Linked DNA regions of Triticum aestivum: region 1 is linked to region 2. The links are chromatin contacts, called in public Hi-C maps. All regions are on one chromosome and are shown on one strand. The core of a region is the stretch at or near the end of the contact, and the rest is flanking DNA. Distances in the headings are between cores, read along the strand shown. Region 1 holds the start of LOC123043408 (receptor kinase-like protein Xa21). Region 2 has its middle 7.8 kb from the start of LOC543053.

Evidence for each region. A called contact is a pair of places that touch in the nucleus more often than the background predicts.
Region 1: a contact with region 2 is called in a Hi-C map of leaf, with 4 times the contacts expected there. The contact joins the promoter of LOC123043408 here to the enhancer-like site in region 2. A contact is called at or near these places in 3 of 5 Hi-C or Micro-C datasets (all in leaf) and 1 of 1 datasets of contacts at active chromatin or transcription factors (leaf).

The regions. Positions count from the first base shown.
Region 1 is chr2B:51,127,925-51,131,709 of IWGSC CS RefSeq v2.1, forward strand. LOC123043408 (receptor kinase-like protein Xa21) reads left to right here and starts at 2,048. Exons shown (of 2, transcript XM_044465837.1): 1 at 2,048-3,785.
Region 2 is chr2B:50,982,832-50,987,093 of IWGSC CS RefSeq v2.1, forward strand. It overlaps the pseudogene LOC123043407. Among protein-coding and RNA genes, the nearest start is that of LOC543053, 7.8 kb to the left of the region's middle. Within about 2 kb of position 2,825, at least 8 of the 8 cell types and tissues checked have an H3K27ac peak or open chromatin away from gene starts, as enhancers often do. A contact at or near this core is called in leaf, where this site is marked.

The DNA.
Region 1 (3,785 bases), core at 798-3,297, 140 kb after region 2:
ACCATTTTGAGACTCCTCGTCATGTATGTGATCTCATCCGGGACTCCGAACAATTTTCGGTCACCAAAACACATAACTCATAATACAAATCGTCATTGAACGTTAAGCGTGCGGACCCTACGGGTTCGAGAACTATGTAGACATGACTGAGACACATCTCCGATCAATAACCAACAGTGGAACCTGGATGCTCATATTGGTTCCTACATATTCTACGAAGATCTTTATCGGTCAACCCGCAATGACAACATACGTTATTCCCTTTGTGATCGGTATGTTACTTGCCCGAGATTCGATCGTCGGTATTTTCATACCTAGTTCAATCTTGTTACCGGCAAGTATCTTTACTTGTTCCATAATGCATCATCTCGTAACTAACTCATTAGTCACATTGCTTGCAAGGCTTATCGTGATGTGTATTGCCGAGAGGGCCCAGAGATACCTCTCCGATACTCGGAGTGACAAATCCTAATCTCGATCTATGCCAACCCAAAAAACACCTTCGGAGACACCTGTAGAGCATCTTTATAATCACCCAGTTACGTTGGGACTTTTGATAGCATACAAGGTGTTCCTCCGGTATTTGGGAGTTGCATAATCTCATAGTCAAAGGAATATGTACGTATAAGTCATGAAGAAAGCAATTGCAGTACAACTTAACGATCATTATGCTAAGCTAACGGATGGGGCTTGTCCATCACATCATTCTCCTAATGATGTGATCCCATTAATCAAATGACAACATATGTCTATGGTCAGGAAACTTAACCATCTTTGATTAACGAGCCAGTCAAGTAGAGGCATACTAGGGACACTATGTATTGTCTATGTATTCACACATGTATCAAGTTTTTGGTTAATACAATTCTAGCATGAATAATAAACATTTATCATGATATAAGAAAATAAAATAACAACTTTATTATTGCCTCTAGGGCATATTTCCTTCAGGTGGATCGGATGGAGGCACTGTTGGTGCGTGATGACTCGTTAGAGTGCATAGTCAGGGTTGGGAGCTGAAGGCCAGGTCGGCTGGAGCAGCGGGGAGCTCGGCCGCGGTGGCGGGGAGGAAGGACCATTCCGGCACCATCGACGAGCATGGGCTCGCTCCCAGGGCTCCATCTGCTTCCCCAATCTTATGTGGTTCCATTTTTAACCACATAGGGCTCACCGACGACGGATAGAGCCTTTGGGATGGCGACATCAACAACAATGAATTCGGCCGAATCCAGCATTGACGCCGGAGGAGAAGATGGGGGAAAGAGTGTTGAAGCTGTGGCGGGGCTGAGGGATGGTGCCACGGGCGGTGGGGTGGCCTGGGGGCAGCCGACCGAAAAGGTGGGTGGTACGCAAACATGATTAGACATGCCAAAAATGATTTTTTTTACTTCCAAGGCAACAAAAAGAATATTGTTTTGCCATCGAAAATGTTGGAAGACTTTTGTAGACGAGACATGGAAAAATTAGCAATTTGTTTTCCTACAGACATTTCATAAATTGCCACGGGAAGACAAGTTAGGGATATTTAGTTTGGCATGGAAAAATTAAAATTAATTTCCAAAAGGAGTCTTGATCGACATGGGAAATGTTGGAAAAGAAGTGTAGATGAGACACGGCAAAATTACCAATTTGTTTTCCTAAAAAAATTTCAAATTTGCCATGGCTAGCACTTGTTATCATGCCGTCACAATATGTTTTCCCGAAAAAAATCGTTTTATATACACTGCAATTTTGTAAGAAAAAACTACTGGTCACACGTCAAATTTATAACATTGCAAACATGGCAATTTATAGATTTTTCATAATGTCCACATGACAATTTTATGAATTTTTCAAGCATGGACATTTTTATTTATTCATGGAAAGTTTAAGTGTTTGTTTTGTGATTTTTTACATGTAAAAAACAATTTTCTAAATTTTCATAATGTCCAACAGTTTTTTGTGTGTGTGTTTTTCTTTTCGGCAGAAGGGTGCTCGGTAGGCCTGTCATTGGGCCGCTGGGATTTCTTCATCAGTGATAAAAAGAAGGCAAACTCGGTGAACTAGCGGCAGGCAGGCATCTCTCTGTCCCTCCCCTCGCCGTCCGTCTCTGGCTTTCCGCGCCGGCGGCGGCCCCCTCCTATTCTTCTGTTGGTCCAGCTACAAAAGAGTCGCCGCTGCCCACCACATCTCAAGCAAACCTGACGACCGTCTCTTTTGCCCATTGTTGAGTAGGAAGCTGGTGCTGCACATCACCTGCTTGTTGTAATGCCCTGCCCATGTTCTTGGTAGAATTCAACAAAGGGCCTGCTTAAACCTTCGTCACTTTTCTATTTTCCTTCCTCTCGTTGGTCGTCAAGGCCGGGCCGGAGGAGGTGCATGTCTGGGGCGGCGGAGAAGAGGAGCTGACGCCTGAACATGGCTGCCCTGAATCGAGGTCTACTTTTACTCCCTGGCCTCCTCTAACTTGTTTTGCAGCTATACAGAGTCCAGTCCACCATGGTCTCAACCAAACATTCACCGTTTGTTTGCTCCTCTCGTCTTGCATCGAGCTAACGTGGAGGGAGCTGTTGTTGCACATCACGTGTTTGTTCTCATGCCCTGCCCATGTTCTTGGTCAAAACCAAGGATGGTTGCTTAACGACGTCCTATACTTCCTGTTAACATTGGCCCCTTGTGTCATTCCCACGACCAGTTTGTTTCCCTAGGCCAAAAGATCACGTGTTTGTTCTCACCAGAGGATGTTTACTCCCTCTGGTGTTGTCGCTGCACATCACGTGTTTGTTTTAATGCCCTGCCCTTGTTCTTGGTAAAAAAAAAAAAGGATGTCTAGTTGCTTAACAATGTCTAGTACTTCTTGCTAAGTGTTTACGTTTGTTTGGTCAAGAGAAGGAATACAGAATGCATGTCTGAATCCCACTTCTGTAGACCTCTGTCTATATAACTGAAAGAGTTCAGCAGAGTCGTTTGGCCGGGTCACTCTTGACCGATCTGCAGAAAACTGAACCGAAAACTGGTCTTGGGTTGGCAGTAGCACAGCGACAGCCTAGCAAAATATCAAGTGCTGATGGATCAACTTCATGGACCAGTCTTTGCACGCCTTCCTCTTCCCCTGTCCTTGTCAAATTCACCCTGTCATTTCTCATCCACGTATTGTTCTACCACTGAAGAATGGTCTGTGACGCAGATTACAGTCAAGTCAACACCAAGTCAAGTAATGGCCCCGAAAAAGACAGCACCAAGCTAATATGTAATCTTTCTAGGTTGAACAAGCTTTCTCGGCTTCGGTTAAGAGATTGATGGGAGATAGACTGAATCCCTCTTCTGTGGACCTCTATATAACCGAAAGAGTTCAGTAGAGTTGTGTGGCCGGGTCGCTCTTGACCAGTCTACAGTAAACGTGTAGCAGACTTTCAACTGAACCGAAAACTGCTCTCGGTTTTGCGTAGCAGCATAACCTATAGCAAATAGCAAGTGCTGATAAATCAACTTGATGGACCAGTCTTTGCACACCTTTTTCTTTCCCTGTCTTTGTCAAAGTTACCGTGTCATTTCTCAGCCACTTATTGTTCTGCCACCGAGGAGTCTTGGTCTGTGACAGAGATTACAGTCAAGTCAACACCAAGTCAAGGATCCCAGAGAAAAAGACAGCACCAAGCCAACTAGTCAAGTGTCCAAGCCTACTTTGGGAGACACATATAACTCAGGGAATTTGGACAAGATGCACTGCATTAGACATGGCACCTGCAACAACTCTCTGCTCTCTTTCTCCAAATGGCATCCTATTTCTCTTCACCAATCTTCTT
Region 2 (4,262 bases), core at 1,575-4,074:
TGACCTAAACTACCAGGTATGTTACCTGTCAACTTGTTATCACTAAGATAAAGCTTGCCTTGTTGAGTAATGTCACCAACCGAGGGAGGGATAAGACCTGATAATTTGTTGTTTGATAGACTTAGGATATATAGGTATTGCAGCTTCCCAATGGTAGAAGGTATGTTTCCCGAAAGAAAATTGCTTTCCATCCTAAGTGAAGTCAGATTAACAAGATTGTTAATCTCAACAGGTATGGAGCCTGAAATTTGGTTTGATGCAAGCGATAAATCTTCTAGTGTTGGGGAAAGATTAACAACTGCTATAGGTAAGCTGCCATTCAGAGCATTCCCTTCCAAGGACAATTTTGTCAGCTGGGTGCAACTTGCCAGAGATGTAAGAAATGACCAGTCATGTGCTTCTAGCAAGTTCCTCCCTAAATCTAACTGACGCAAGTTTGCCAATGAACCAAGAGATGGCACAGAGCCATGTAAGGAGTTGTTTGAAAGATCAAGTATTTGAAGATTGAACATGTTGGCTAGTGAAGCAGGGATCAGACCCTCCAGCCTGTTGCTTCCCAGGATTAGGGAATGGAGGTTTAGTAGTGAGTAACCAATGTGAGATGGTATCTGTCCAACAAGGGCATTGGTGCCTATCCTAAAGTACCTGAGTGATGTCATGTTGTAAAGAGACAACGGGACACTCCCTGATAAGCTGTTGAAACTTAGATCAAGCTCAAGCAATTTTGTAATGTGACTCAAAGTGTCTGGAATTAATCCTGATAACCTATTTTGGCCGAGCAATATAGAAGTGAGGGAAGAAATATTTCCTATTGAAGGAGGTATGCTTCCAGAGAGGAAGTTTCCTGTCAGGCAAAGAAATCTGAGAGCTGTAGCTTCATGGAAAGGTGGGATGGCACCAGTGAAAGAATTCATCTGGAGATCAATCATAGTAAGCTCAGACGAGTTATCAAACAAAGTAGAAGGGATCTCTCCAGAGAGGCTATTACGTGACAGTATAAGTGTGCTAAGTGAGGAGCTACTGGCCAATGAGAGAGGGATACCGCCGGTAAGCGTGTTGTTTGCAAGATTGACATAGCTAAGAGAACTGGTAGCGCCTAAGGAAAGAGGGATGTTACCTTGAAGACTGTTGCCGGCAAGATTCAGTGTATGGAGGTTTGGAAGCTTACCCAACTCTTCAGGGATGGTTCCCGACAGATGATTATCGGCAAGGTTCATCCACGATAGAAGAGCCAAGTTGCCTAGGCATCCAGATAATTGCCCACTGAGTTGTACAGAGGTGAGGTTAAGAGAGACCACCTGGGGTGGAAACGTTGTGCTGCAGTTGACCCCTGTCCAGCTGCAAAAGTTTAGTGAGCCATTGCTCACGAGTCTAGTGTGCCATGGGCATAAGAGTTGATGCCGGACTTGAAGCAAAGGAGGGCCTGGCGGTCGATCTCAGTTATGTTTGCTTGTGCTGCTGCTATTGGTGTGGTGATGAAGAGGGGAAGGATTAGCAAAATACAGAGTGGAGATAAGATTGAGAACATGATATCTAGAGTTTATAGGAAGTGGAGGACTACAAGAACTTGGGAGTGCTTGCTGCTTCGGTTGGAGCCTGGACGACCATGTGTGTAAGATTAGCTCTTTTAAATGATCTGTGTACCAGAAGTTATGTTTGAGTAAGTTGACTTGACTTGGTACAGGATTGGCGGTTGTCTCACTCAGACTTTTGCAAGAAACGTGGTGCAAGGGTAAAGAAAAGCAGAAGAATGGAACAAAGACTTTTGCAGGAAAACGTGTGCAGGCTGGCTGAGTTATGGACTGTGACCAGTTAAATTGCAGTAAGAAAAATATATAAAAATTGGAAGAGGAAAAGTGACAATTATTTTGACAGCGACACAAGGATGTTGTAAGACTAGTCCTGGCTCATACCGTGATTGTAACCTGCGGAGCTCAAACAGAGACACGAAGGTGAACCAAGCCATTGACTGATGCTGGAATCGTCGGACTTGGTGGCATCGACCCAGAACACATAAACAGACCTGAACCACTCAAAGTGATTAGACATTTCTTCACAGAGCAAACTGATTCTGAATTACAATTTCGTGATGAACCAACATGCTTCATAACTGAATCTGAATGGGGTAACACAGCTTGAAACAATGGGAAATTTGTAGGTAACTGCACTTCATCCAATTTAGCACGAAAAATTGGGAATCTAGCTTTAGGACTTACCGCATACAGGGCACTTGTATTGGCTCACTCGTCTTCCACGCCGCCGAAGCGGGGGCTAGCCTGCCAAGGAAACGGCTGCGGATCATACATCAAACAAACAGGATGATCAAATCAATAGGAGACACGAAGGCAGACCAATCGATTGACTGATGCTGAAGACGTGAGACCTGTATGATTCAGTTATGAACACATAAACAAACCTGAACCACTGAAAAGTGATTAGACATTTCTTCAGAGAGCACACTGATTCAGAATTGCAACAGTGATTCAGAGAGCATAACTGAATCTGAACGGGATAACGCAGCTTGGAACAATGGAAAATTTGTAGGTAAATTGGGAATCTAGCTGCAGGAGCAGGACTTACCGCGTATTGGCTGATGGCTCACTCGTCTTCCACGCCGCCGAAGCGAGGGCTGACCTGCCAAGGAAATGGCTGCTGGGGTTTGACTCTCCGAGGTGCGAGGCGGAGGAGGCCGTGGGCGAGAGCGAACCCGTCGAGCCGCGCGCTGCGCGACCGGAAGGAGAAACCCTAGGGGAGTGTCATGCCCCAGAGGTCATGCCCTCTTCGTGGGACTGCCCTGGAAAATGGGCCGTGGAACTTGGGCTGGGCCTAGTGGTAAGGATCTGGAGCAATGCTATATAAAGAGGCGCGCGTCACAGGAGACGGGGAAAACGATGGAAACATCTGAAGGGGAGCTCCTATAGGGCGCCTTCAGCGCCGCTGAACACAATTGGCGCCCACTGCACCGCCCTCGTGGGCCGGCCCAGTATCACGAAGCGCCAACGTTCAGCGCCGCTGAACACAATTGGCGCCCACTGCACCGCCCTCGTGGGCCGGCCCAGTATCACGAAGCGCCAACGTAAAAAACACTAAAAATGTTGGTGCAGGCAGCAGCGAGGATTCGAACTCGCACCGACAACATGCCGCACGCGCAGAATAACCAGTCGAGCTACTACCTTCGACATGCTGACTTTACCATGAAATTATTAATACATAACTGAAGCCGCGCTGTTCCAAAAAAAAGGGCCGACGAACAAAAAAAGAAGTTTCACGAATTTGTTTTAAAAAAATGATTCATGTATTAAAAAATGTTCACTCATTTCAGGAAAAAGTTCACGGATTTGAAAGCTCATGAAATTTTAAAAAGGTCAGTAAGGAAAGTTCAGTGTACATCAAAAAATGTTCAATGGGTATTTAAATAATTTTTCAGCGCATATCACAAAATTGTTCAATGTGTAGTTAAAAATTGTTCAGATTATATTACAAAAATGTTCAATGTATAAAATTTGTTCATTTTATATAAAAAATGTATAATATGTTTTAAATTATTTCAATGTATATCACAAAAATGTTCACTGTGTAGTTAAAAATTGTTCATCATACACCGAAAAAATGTTTAGTGTATATTTGAAAATCGCTCGTCGTATATAAATTTTTGTTCATGTTCTCAATAATTGTTCACATTTTAAAAAGTTCATGGAGTTTTGAAATTTTCATTGAATTTTAAAAATAGTTCATCAATTTGATAAAAGTTCATTCAATTTTAAAAATTTCACGAATTTTTAAAAATTCGCATTTTGAAGAAAATATAAAAAGGAAAATGATAAAAGAAAAAGAAAAAAGAAACCAGAAATAAAAGAAAAAAACGCCCAGAAATCAGCGAGCAGTGAAATCTGGTTTGGTGGGCTCTCGCGGCCTACGTAAATAAAAGATGAAAATAAATACATGGACAAAATCTGTGTGCTGGTCGGTTGGTTAGTGTGCTACTGTTTCAACGGCGAGGTCGCGAGTTCGAGACCTCACATTCCCAATATGATTTTTGCTGCTCTTTTTTAAGAGAAAGAAAAAGAATGAAACGGGCCGGCCCAGCGCGGGGCGGGGTATGCGCCCGTTTGCGGCAACCGAAGAAACGGGCGCCAAATGCCCATCTGAAGCCTCTCATCCTTTTGCTCCTGTTCCTCACCTCCCTGCTATCTGTATCTCCCTCTTGTTGCTGATTCTCACCTCAAATCTCTTCTCTTGTATCCAAAATCGGTACTTATCTG